2 separate regions of the Hordeum vulgare genome follow, and region 2 is linked to region 1. A link is a contact called in public Hi-C data. All regions are on one chromosome and are shown on one strand. Each heading gives the region's core, a stretch centred on a gene start, on an enhancer-like site or on the middle of the called end of the contact. The rest is flanking DNA. Distances are from core to core; before and after follow the strand shown. Region 1 holds the start of LOC123411313 (F-box protein At5g49610-like). Region 2 holds the start of LOC123407396 (ferredoxin, chloroplastic).

Region 1 (5,460 bases), core at 2,169-4,668:
CGAGGCTGGCTGCAACAGGAGAACATGTCCGCCGCCTCAGCTACTAGCGGCATGTGTCGGCCGCCCCGCTCCGTGGGGGTAGGTGACATTTGTCAGCTCGTGTGCCTACCGCCAGATTCGTCCGGGTCCTTTTTGACAATTTGTACTGCAGGTAGTACTTTTTGGCAATTTTGTTCGGCAGCTGGTCCTTTTGGAAAAAATTCTAATGACAACGAGGAGGAGGATGCCTAGGGCAGTGTGCCTCCTAGTTTTTAGTTTTATTTAATGTTTTTAATGAATGCAAAGTGAACTTGTGGACTCTCGTTGGCCATTATGGTTGGCATCAATGTTTTTCTATTTTTAGAATATTTATGATATCTTTTTGTGCCACCTAAAATGGGTCATGACAACGTTGGACACAAGCGTCGACCCAAATATGAAAACGGATATGGGTGTCCGTTGGGCCGACCCAACCGGACAAAAAGTGGACAAAATTGATGTCCGTTTGGGTCGGCCGGTCAGAATTACTCTTAAAGATTATCGACGGTTTTGGCGTGTTGAAGGAGCCCTTGGTATTTGTTTGTATTTTCATTTCTCTTAGGCCGTGTCGTGCAAGGTTCCCAGGACAGCTGTGAGAGCATCTCCAGGCGTTCGCCCCCCCCAAGAGCATTTTTAGACGAAAATGAGCGCCTCTTCGGGGCTCGCCGATGCTATTTTTGGCGGGGGGGGGGGGGCTCTGGCTCCTAGCTGCCCCCAAGTTCACCCCCCCCCCCCCCCGGCCGTCAAGTTCCAACTCAAATTCGACATAAATTTGTTACTTCAACATAAATTCAACAAAATAATAATTATTATCACAGAGTTCATCATAGAAGTCAATACAAATCGAATAGTTCAAGGAAGCAAGCTCATAATTTGAACACAAATTAAAACACATCGAACTAGGTGTTCCCTTGAGCCTCCATAAGTGCTCCACCAGATCGTGCTGCAGTTCTTGATGCATCTATGGGTCTCGGATCTCCACACGCATATTGAGGAAGGCACCCCATGCTGCCGATACCTAGTGATCAACAATTGTAAGAGGACCCTGTCTGAAATATGATACAATGTCAAACAGTGGCTCCTCCTGCTCGCTCTCGGTGATCACGTTGTGCAAGATGACACAACAATTCATCACCTCCCACATCTGAGATTTTGATTAGGTCATAGCGGGGTACCGGACAACAACAAATCGAGATTGGAGCACACCAAATGCCCGCCCCGACATCCTTCCTGCAAACCTCCTAACACTTCGTAAAGTGGGACTTCTTGCCTCCTGGCACATGGTTTGTGAGAGTCTTCACAAATGTTGACCATCTTGGATAGATGCCATCTGCCAGGTAGTATCCTTTGTTGAAGTGGCGCCCATTGACCTAGAAGTTCACTGGAGGAGCATGACCTTCAACAAGCTTGGCAAATACATTCGAGCATTTCAGGACGTTCACGTCGTTGTGAGTTCCTGGCATACCAAAGAAGGAGTGCCAAATCGAGAGGTCCTATGTAGCCACTGCCTCAAGTACCACATTGCAAGCTCCTTTCGCGCCTTTGTACATCCCTTGCCAAGCAAATGGATAATTTTTTCATTCCCAATGCATGCAGTCGATGCTTCCAAGCATCCCAAGAAATTCTCTTGCTTCATTTTTTGTTAGGATTCGAGTAGTGTCTTCAGCATTGGGTGATCGCAAGTATTGTGGTCCAAACACTTCCACCACTGTCCTATGAAACTTGTAAAAACTCTCAATGGTGATGGACTTGGTCATGCGTCCATAGTCTTCATGTATATCACCGAGAGCTCCGTATGCAAGCATCCACATAGTTGTCGTGCACTTCTGGAGTGAGGAGAATCTCACTGTGCTGGTGCAATCCTTCTTACAAATGAGATAGCTGTCGAACTCCCGGATGGCATTCACAATCTTGAGGAAGAGCTTCCAGCTCATCCGATAACGGCGCCGAAATACTTTCTCACCGTGTAGTGAAGCGTCAGCGAAGTATTCGGCATAGAGCAAGCAATAGCCCTCTATTCGATGTCTTTGCTTGCTCTGCGATGGCCCGGCACCGAGCCACATCGCCGCGGCTTTCCATTCTTCACGAACATGCCGACCAGAGCAGCGAGGATCATGAGGTGCTCTTTGTCATCAGTGTGGGCTTCGGCTTCCTCCTCCAGCAGAACCACGAACGCCACCTCGTCATCGGAGTCCATCACCGAACAGGCAAATCACCGAACACCTAGCGGGCGTGGTGAGAGGGTAGCCGTCGGTATTCTCGCATGTGTGGTCGGAGCCCTGGAAAGCTAGGCAAATAGTAGGGATGGAGGCTGCCGCGGTGAAACCCTCTCTTTCCGGCGTGGGGCGTGGGAATGACCTTTCTAGCTGACAATGATGGTCTGGGGGTGGCGCCGAATCGGCATGACGGACGACGGGAAAAATGGCGTTCTACCATGCGTGGGTCATATCTGAACGGGAAAAGACATTTCTCTCCTGACAATGATGGTCCACGGGCCATTTTTTCCTTTTGCTGAAGCCCCAAGTGCCCCCCCTCCCCGGCCTCCCAAACGCTGGATTTGGCCTGCCATCGCCGGACCGAAAAATGGCCCGAGCCTACAGAATTCGGGTGGGACATGATTGGGGGATTATTATATTATTTTTGTGCTGACGGAAATAAAAATGTTTTGTGGGTTGGGGATGCGGGTGGAGATGCTTTCGTGTTTGGGGACTGATCTGCGCCGGCGCGCCGCCCCAAACTTTCGGCCGGCCGCGCGCGAGCCGCAGGATCCACCAACCCTGCGTCGTCCGCACCGTTGGATCCGCATGCAACATTTCCCCCCTATGCAGCAAAATTTTGATGCGATGCAGCAATTTTTTCAACGGTTGCAACAAGAAACAAAATTTGTAGCAAAAAAATATCTACGTGATCGTAGCAAAAAATGAAGCTGATGGTGCGTGGTAGCAAAAGTCAAACGCCGGTTGTAGCAAATATTTACATGACGTGTATGCAACTTTTTTAATGAACGGTTGCAGCAAAACATGATGCCGGTTGTAGCAAAAATTAACACGGTTGTAGCAAAATTAAAAAATATCGATTGTAATGAAAAATCCGACGAACTGGAGTTGCAAACTAACGTATATGCAGTTTTTTTACTGGAACAAAAATATAGTAAAAAATGCTTGCAGCAAAAATGACGCTGGTTACAATAAATTTAGATGAAAAATGTTGCACCACTAACCAAAGAAGCGCGCGAGTGGAAAAAATGTTGCATGAGCCCGCACGCACGAGGGGTCGACTGGCGCGCGGGTGGGAAACGATTCCATGTTTATCTTTGTTTCGCCTTTTTTTGACACTTCCGTGTGTTTCACTGTTTTGTTGTTTCCATGCATATAGGTTCCTGTAATCTTCTTGGTTACCTTTTTTTTTTTTGCGAACCTGCCTTCACCTGAGATCCCGAAGGAGGCAAAGGAGCAATGCTCCACTTCCTGCGGCGTTGCCGCCGCTAGAACAAAATTCCCCCAAGATCCAGTTGGAGGGGCATGGCAGAAGCGGCCGTCGGCGAGCCTCGCCTCCCCGAGGAGATCGTCACCTGGGAGATTCTCATCCGCCTGCCGCCGAAGGTCCTCATCCGGTGCCGCGCCGTCTGCCGCTCCTGGCACCGCCGCCTCACCTCCGACGCCAAATTCCTCCTCGCCCACCACCGCCGCCAGCCCTCGCTCCCGCTCGTCACCACCCAGGACACCCATGAGAGAAGGATCGACGTCCTGGACCACAGCACCGACGAGCGGCGCCCCGTCGCGCGGAAGGTCCGGGCCGCGGCCGACGAGCACTTCGACGTGCTCGCCTCCTGCGACGGCCTCCTTATCATCGTCGCCTACGGCGGCCTCTACATCTGCAACCCGGCGACTCGCCAGCACGCGCCCCTCCCGCTTCTTCACGTCTACTACATCTCCGGTCTGTACTTCCACGGCCCGTCGGGCTCCTACCGAGTTCTGTGCTGCTTGAAGACAACCGAGGACGGCCAGTTCCGTGCTGCATACCAGGTGTACACCCTTGGGTCCGGCGAGCTCAGGTGCGTCGGGGAGCCTCTCGAGCCGTGGGCGTCCGGGGACTTGGCGCAGGCGATGCCGATGATGGCGTTCCTTCACCCGCACGTCCTGGCAGGCGGCCGGATTTACTGGCAGCCCATTAAGTTGCCTGGTTCTGGTGGTAACGGCAAGGTTAACAACATGCTGGTGTTCGACACCATGGCCGAGTCCTTCCAGCATCTGCTTTCTCCAGTTGACGGCTCTTTTCTTGAGCCGTTTGAGATGAACGGCACTCTTGGATTGTATGATTACCATGGCAGCACGGCTGATCTCTGGGTTCTTGAGGATCACAAGAGTTGGGCCTGGTCATTGAAGCACCGGATCAAATTGCGGGTGATGACCTTCTCTCTGGTGCCGGACATCCAAGGTGTGTTCCTTCTTTCTGAAAAAGAGGAATCAAACTTTCTGTGGCAATATCTGCAGCATGTTTCTGGTGCTGATGGTAGTTTGTCCACACGGTATGAATGGAGCGCTTATCTGAACCTTAGGAGATTTAGGCTCAGAGAAAGTCTTGTTCAACATTCCTTCTTCTCGATGGAAGGTGATAATGGTGGTGGTGTGGATGGGAAGCCGTTGTTCGATGGGTTGTCAGTTGTGAAGGTGCTTACTGCTGATATTTCGGATCTGCACTAGGGAATCCATGATGGACAAGTCCATTGCATTGTTGCAGGGGTGAGTCATTGGTGATGATGTTTTTAGTATGTCTTTGCTATCTAATTCTGTGTATGGTGCAAAGCACCCAATAAGCAAGAGATGAGTAACCTGATATCGTGCCTGAAGTTTCTGGTGCTCCCCCCCCCCCCCCCCCCCCTTCACATGGTAGGCATGCAGAATAAAGTGGTTGTCATATCAGGCTTATTTAGTTTCTGCACTATAATAAACTTTGTAAAACGCTCTGCCATTTTTGCTGCTCACTTGTGCGCAAAAGATGCAAGATTAGCTAGGGCTACTTTGTCCTGGACTCATGGTCACACTAGTACCTGCCTTCCTTGTGTACTACAGCATGTCTGTAGCCTGCTTAATCAACAAAGAGGAAGCTCTTGGTATCAATCAAAGAAAATGAAAAAAAAATGAAGTGATTATCTTATGTCCTTTTAGCTTTTGTGGTCTTTTATTTATAAGTGGTAAGTATGTCTGGTAATCAATCGATGTTGTATGGAGATTTCGATAAGCAACCTTTTTACCTATTGCTGATACTTTCAGTGTAAAGCTCTTTACTTGGCTTTCTTCCTGTATGACTTCTCAAAGTGAATGGTACCAGTAAGATAGCAGCGTTACATGACGGCAGAAAATACATTTCTCCTCCATCTTAACACCACTTCTTGTTTCTGTAATCTTGTTGCAATTATCTCCGGAGTTCAATTTCATCCCC
Region 2 (5,441 bases), core at 1,247-3,746, 90 kb before region 1:
AGTAACAAAGTCACAAAAGAATACCACACTAAAATGTAAAAACAAATGCAGGAAATTAGAAAATTACATATGTGGTGCACTAATGGTTGGAGGAAACCGGTGCCTGCCAGTGACAACTTCACTGCCAGTGGTAGGTTGTACCCGACCGCCCGCCACTGAAAAGGTTTCCCCATGGCCAATGTGGGACTAGAAAATCAGTGGCGGGCGGCAATCCCTGCTCAGTAAATTGCAATGGCATGTACGTTGTTGGACCGAAGTACGAGTGACAGGTCCGAGACTATTCCAGCCACTAAAGTGACCCTATCTATAAGTATAATTTTTTCAATGGTGTGCATTATCTCCATCTAAGGCCCTGTTTGGAACCATCCAGATTATATAATCCAGTTTCTATAATCTATTTTGTCTTCAAACAGGACAGCTTATGGTGTAGATTATAAAAACTAGATGGATATATTATTAAAAACTCATAATCTAGTCTATACCAGCTAAAATCAGATTATGGATTGCTAATGATCTATTACCCTTGTAAAGTTGGAGATAATTACATTCCTACCACCGCCACCCTTTTTTTTTTTTAAACAGAGGGCAGACAGGTCATTATGCAATGTAAAATCTGGATTACAGTTTATATAATCCGGCCTCCAAACATGTCCATCTAGATTATTTTTATAAACCAGATTATATAATCTATCTTCATAATCTAGATTATTATAATCTACTCCCTCCGTTCCTAAATATAAGTCTTTTAAGCGATTTCACTAGTGGACTACATACGGAGCAAAATGTGTGAATCTACACTCTAAAGTATGTTTATATACATCTGTATGTAGTTTTTTAGTGGAATCTTTAAAAAGACTTATATTATGGAACGGAGGGAGTATTATAGTTCCAAACAGGGCCTAAGTCATCCAAGTGACTAACATGATAACTTGAGAAAGAGTAGGTCATCACGAGCCCTCCCCCCGGCAGTCGAAACAAGAACATGGTACAATCGTTTTAAAACACAACATGTTGGGGGTTTATAAAACCATTATGATGATCAACAACGAGGGTAGATGGTTCCACATCTAATGAAGTAAGACATCGATTTGTTATTTCTGACACTATGTTGCAAGGTTTCGACTTCACGGTGCATGTCACATATGGTTTAATTCAATTGCATTCACCTACAATCTCTGTACAAACTGTGACAAAGTGTATATAGCATCTCTGTACTAATCAATAGAGTAATATTCTATTTGATGTTAGAGTGGTTTCTAGAAAGGGGGTTGAAGACATTGTGACCTACCTTACTGTTTATTAATTTCAAGGTGCCCCCAAACACAATTCAAGAGCTACCTAGTGCGACGATGCATCATCAAAAATACATAAATGAGAAACAAGGCAAGGCATAACGCGGCGAAGCAATCAACTTGCAGCAACAAAACTTCAACATCAACCACCACCGTTAGCAACCAACATTCAGCAGTCTCTTATCTTAAGTAAAAAAGAAGATATTATTAATCAGAGAGACACCTCAGCCATCAGGATTCATTTCAGTACGTTGAATTAAGTACACGCTAGTATTACGACAGTAGTATATCTTACGGTACAAAAAGGTAGTAATTCGAAGACATTATTACTGGAGCAAACCATGCATCGAGCAATTCATTCGAGCACAAACAAATCGGTGTATCTGGCGATATCCATGCATGCATGCATGATGGGAGATAATATGATATCAGCTCGATCTTGTTGCAAAGAGAGGCAGGGTAAGCAGCTTATGCGGTGAGCTCCTCCTCCTTGTGGGTCTCGATGACGATGTCGGACTTGGGGTAGGCGTGGCAGGTGAGCACCCACCCTGCCTCCATCTGGTCGTCGTCGAGGAAGCTCTGGTCGGACTGGTCGATCTCGCCGGACACCAACTTGCCGGCGCAGGAGGAGCAGGAGCCGGCGCGGCAGGAGTAGGGCAGGTCGATGCCCTCCTCCTCGGCCTGGTCCAGGATGTAGACGTCGTCGGGGACCTCCAGCTCCACCTCGCCCTCGGGCGTCACCAGCTTCACCTTGTACGTCGCCTGCGCGCGGAGCCTGGCTCCCCGCACCTGCTTGGCGGCGGCGAGGCTGAGGGCCGCGGGCGCAAGGGCCACGCGGGGCGCCGGTGGCGCCACAGCGCGCACGGAGAAGGGCGCGCGGAGGCTCAGTGCGGCGGCCATTGGTGGCTAGCTGGAGCTAAGATGCTCTAGGTGTGGCTGAGGAGCGGATGAGAGGTGGAGCTAGGGGATGGAGGAGTGAGGGGGGCGGGAATAAGTAAGGGATTGGAGGGTGGGTGCCATGTGGAGGGGAGGGAGTGGGCGTCTTATCTTCGGTTGGATGGACGGGGCGACGAGGATCACACGCTGCTCATCTCGTCGTCGTCGAGGGGCGTGTGGCCGGCGAGATCCATCGGGGACATCCGCGTGACGTCGAGCTGGGCCAAATGAAAAGCGATCAAAGATTCACGAAAGTTAAATTGGTTGGAGGTGAGTGAGTCGCTCCATGTGTGTGGCTACTACGTACAGTAGCTCGGAACTACTTGAGGTGGGAGTAAACTGTAACGTGTTTGAAAGAAAAATGTAATAGTAAGAGCATTTTCAACTACTCGTCACAGTGAACAACTCTTCTCAGCAGCAGCGACACTCAAACCATCCTAAAAAATGATGCCTTTAAAAAAAAATCGGTGCACAAGCGTCATCGTCGTCCGATCCAAGATCTTAGGTTTTCTCCCTTAAAAAGACCGAGCTCTCGAAACAATACCTTCATCAAGGTAATATGAGGAGTATTTAATCAAAAACTACTACAATTCACGCCAACGTGCCCAGGAACTATCACAATTCGTTTTTGCGCCAAAAACTATCAATTTTTTTTTGCTAATCTGTGACTAAAAACAATCAAGTCTGCAAAACGCCTCATTTGGCTCGTTTAAACTCATTATGACAGGGTTGGCCCACATGTCAGGACGGAAAAGTCAGCACCGTTAAGTTTGCCGTCACCGGAGAAAGAGATCGAGACGGCGGCGGCCTTCACCGGAGGTGGAGAAGATGAAGTACGGCGGCGGTGCGACCGGATCTGGAGGAGACGACGCGATCTACACGCAGCACTCCGGCATGAGCAGGGCGGCGGGGAGGTCCGGGAGAGGCGGAACCAGGGCGACGCCTGCCGGATCTGGTGACGGCGAGACGCTGGCGACGACCGCTCGAGGCGAGGCCATGGCGATGGACGGCGCGGGGCGGTTCACGGGGCAACGAGGCTGCGCCAGGGAGGCGAGGCGGTGGGATCCAACCACGGCAGGGTCCACGACGGGAGGCCTTCGGCCGCGAGGCGCGGGGCGGCCGCCGCTCGGTGCGAGGGCATGGAGACTGGCAGCGTGGGGCGGTTCGCAGGACGCCGGGATCCGACGGCGACGTGGTCGGCGACAAGGAGGCCTGCCGACGGCGAGGCACGGGGCGGCCGCCGCTTTGGGCGAGGCCATGGCGACGGCGGCGGGGCTGCGCCAGGTAGGTTAATGGAGTAGTTAACGGATTAGGATAAAAGGCATTTCAAAGAGGCTAATGGAGCAATATTCACACTTGGTAGTTTTTTGCCACTGATTAGGATAAAAATGGTAGCTTTCGGCACAAAAACGTATAGTAGTAGTTTCTAGGCACGTTTCCATGAATTATGGTGGTTTTTGGTTAAATACTCTAATATAAGGCACAAAACGAAAGTTAGACCTTAGGTTTTCACCTTGAAAGTGATGACTCGGCACCTGAGGAGCACCACCAAAAATGATATTCTCGAGTGTTGTCGGTCATCCATCGTTACTCACATACTCCCTCCGTTCCTAAATATAAGACCTTTTAGAGATTGCACTATAAACTACATACGGATGTACATAGACATATTTTAGAGTATAGATTCACTCATTTTGCTCCGTGTGTAGTCTTATAGTGAAATTCCTAAAAGGTCTTATATTTTGGAACGGAGGAAGTATATTTCAAACACTTTTCCAACAAAGCAGATGAAACTCATGCAAACACAACGGATTTCATATAAACCGGACTAAATTCATTGCATTTTGGACATATTTGAACTAAAATAGGTAAAACTATGTGCACGTCTGGTCGCGTGGAGCTCCATTCTAACGACATGGATACCCTACACTAATCTATGGCCGAGCGCTGCGGATCCCTTTGTCTGCCTCATGTCCGGCAGCCTGCTCATCGGACTATCGGGAGCCCCAGAGGTATACCCCCCCCCCCAATTATGTGCTAGAATTTTATAATTTTGGGCCAGCCCAATGACCTTTTTCAGAATTTCTAATAAATCCTAGAGGCCCACTTAGCCCACTCGTGCAAGGCAAGAGGAGGGACTAAAGTTTAGTCCCACATTGCTAGTTTGGTAGGAGTTGGACCTCCTTATAAGAAAGGATGTTTCCACACATGTATGAGCATGAGAACAAGAGAGACATACACGCACGCTCCTCCTCCTCCGCCGCCCGTCTCGCCTCGTCACGAAACGGGGTATCTATGATATTTCTATATATATATATAGGATATGATATATAATATGACATCCGATTTGTCAAAGGGATTGGATTCGTGACTTACCCATTCAATGACTTTGGCACTGGACGTTCCAAAAACAGGTACTATCGGATCGGGTGAATTAGAGAATAGACAGAGTTCCGTTGGCATTTCAGCCAGAGAATGCAGTACCTCTTGGTCCTGAATATCAGAATAGGACGAACGAACCGTCCTCTGCGGATATCTTTGCTTCAGAACAAAACCCTGCAATCAAATAGATTGTCTCAAGGGCACCATATTCTAGGAGCCCAAGTTATGCTATTGAAAATTCGTTCCTCTAGCAGTTCCGGTTTGAGCATTTCGTTCCCTTTTTCAAACTCCACTTATTTTCATATAGCAATCCCTGATCAAAGAGAGAACAATATCTATTTCAAAACATTTATAACAGATTCCTTAGTTTGGACCGACGAAGTAATGTCACTCGACTATTATCAACCTGACTGCAATCTCTTTTGCTTCGCCTCCCGATGTTGCGTGCCTGCCTCCTTCTCATGGGCCTATAAAAGACAGGTCGCTCCTCTCCAGAGAGACACACGAGAATACCATCTTCCTCATGCCAACGAGTTCCAATCTCTGAGCTACTGCTAGCTTTTCCCCGCCCCGGCTTGCGACGTGCACCGCAGGTCGGAACAGTAGGCCTCCGAAACCCCGTCTCTTTGAGTCATGTACTGGAGAAGGGCGATAAGGTTTTTGGGGAGCGCTCAATGCGACTACTGGCTTTTCCATCACGAACGCTGACGACTACTTCCCGGATGACGACTTCTTCCCCGACATCGACAGCCTCTTCGGCAACATGGCCAATGACGACGTCAACGCAAATCCCACTATAGCTGCTGCTCCAACTCAGTATGTTCTCGTGTT

The links. A called contact is a pair of places that touch in the nucleus more often than the background predicts.
Region 2: a contact with region 1 is called in a Hi-C map of leaf, with 3 times the contacts expected there. The contact joins the promoter of LOC123407396 here to the promoter of LOC123411313 in region 1. A contact is called at or near these places in 1 of 6 Hi-C or Micro-C datasets (leaf) and 1 of 1 datasets of contacts at active chromatin or transcription factors (embryo).

What each region holds. Positions count from the first base shown.
Region 1 is chr7H:441,359,244-441,364,703 of MorexV3_pseudomolecules_assembly, reverse strand. LOC123411313 (F-box protein At5g49610-like) reads left to right here and starts at 3,418. Exons shown (of 1, transcript XM_045104244.1): 1 at 3,418-5,175. The coding sequence starts at 3,540. The coding sequence ends at 4,721.
Region 2 is chr7H:441,448,198-441,453,638 of MorexV3_pseudomolecules_assembly, reverse strand. It overlaps LOC123407396 (ferredoxin, chloroplastic), which reads right to left and starts at 2,496. Exons shown (of 1, transcript XM_045100521.1): 1 at 1,478-2,496. The coding sequence starts at 2,192. The coding sequence ends at 1,761.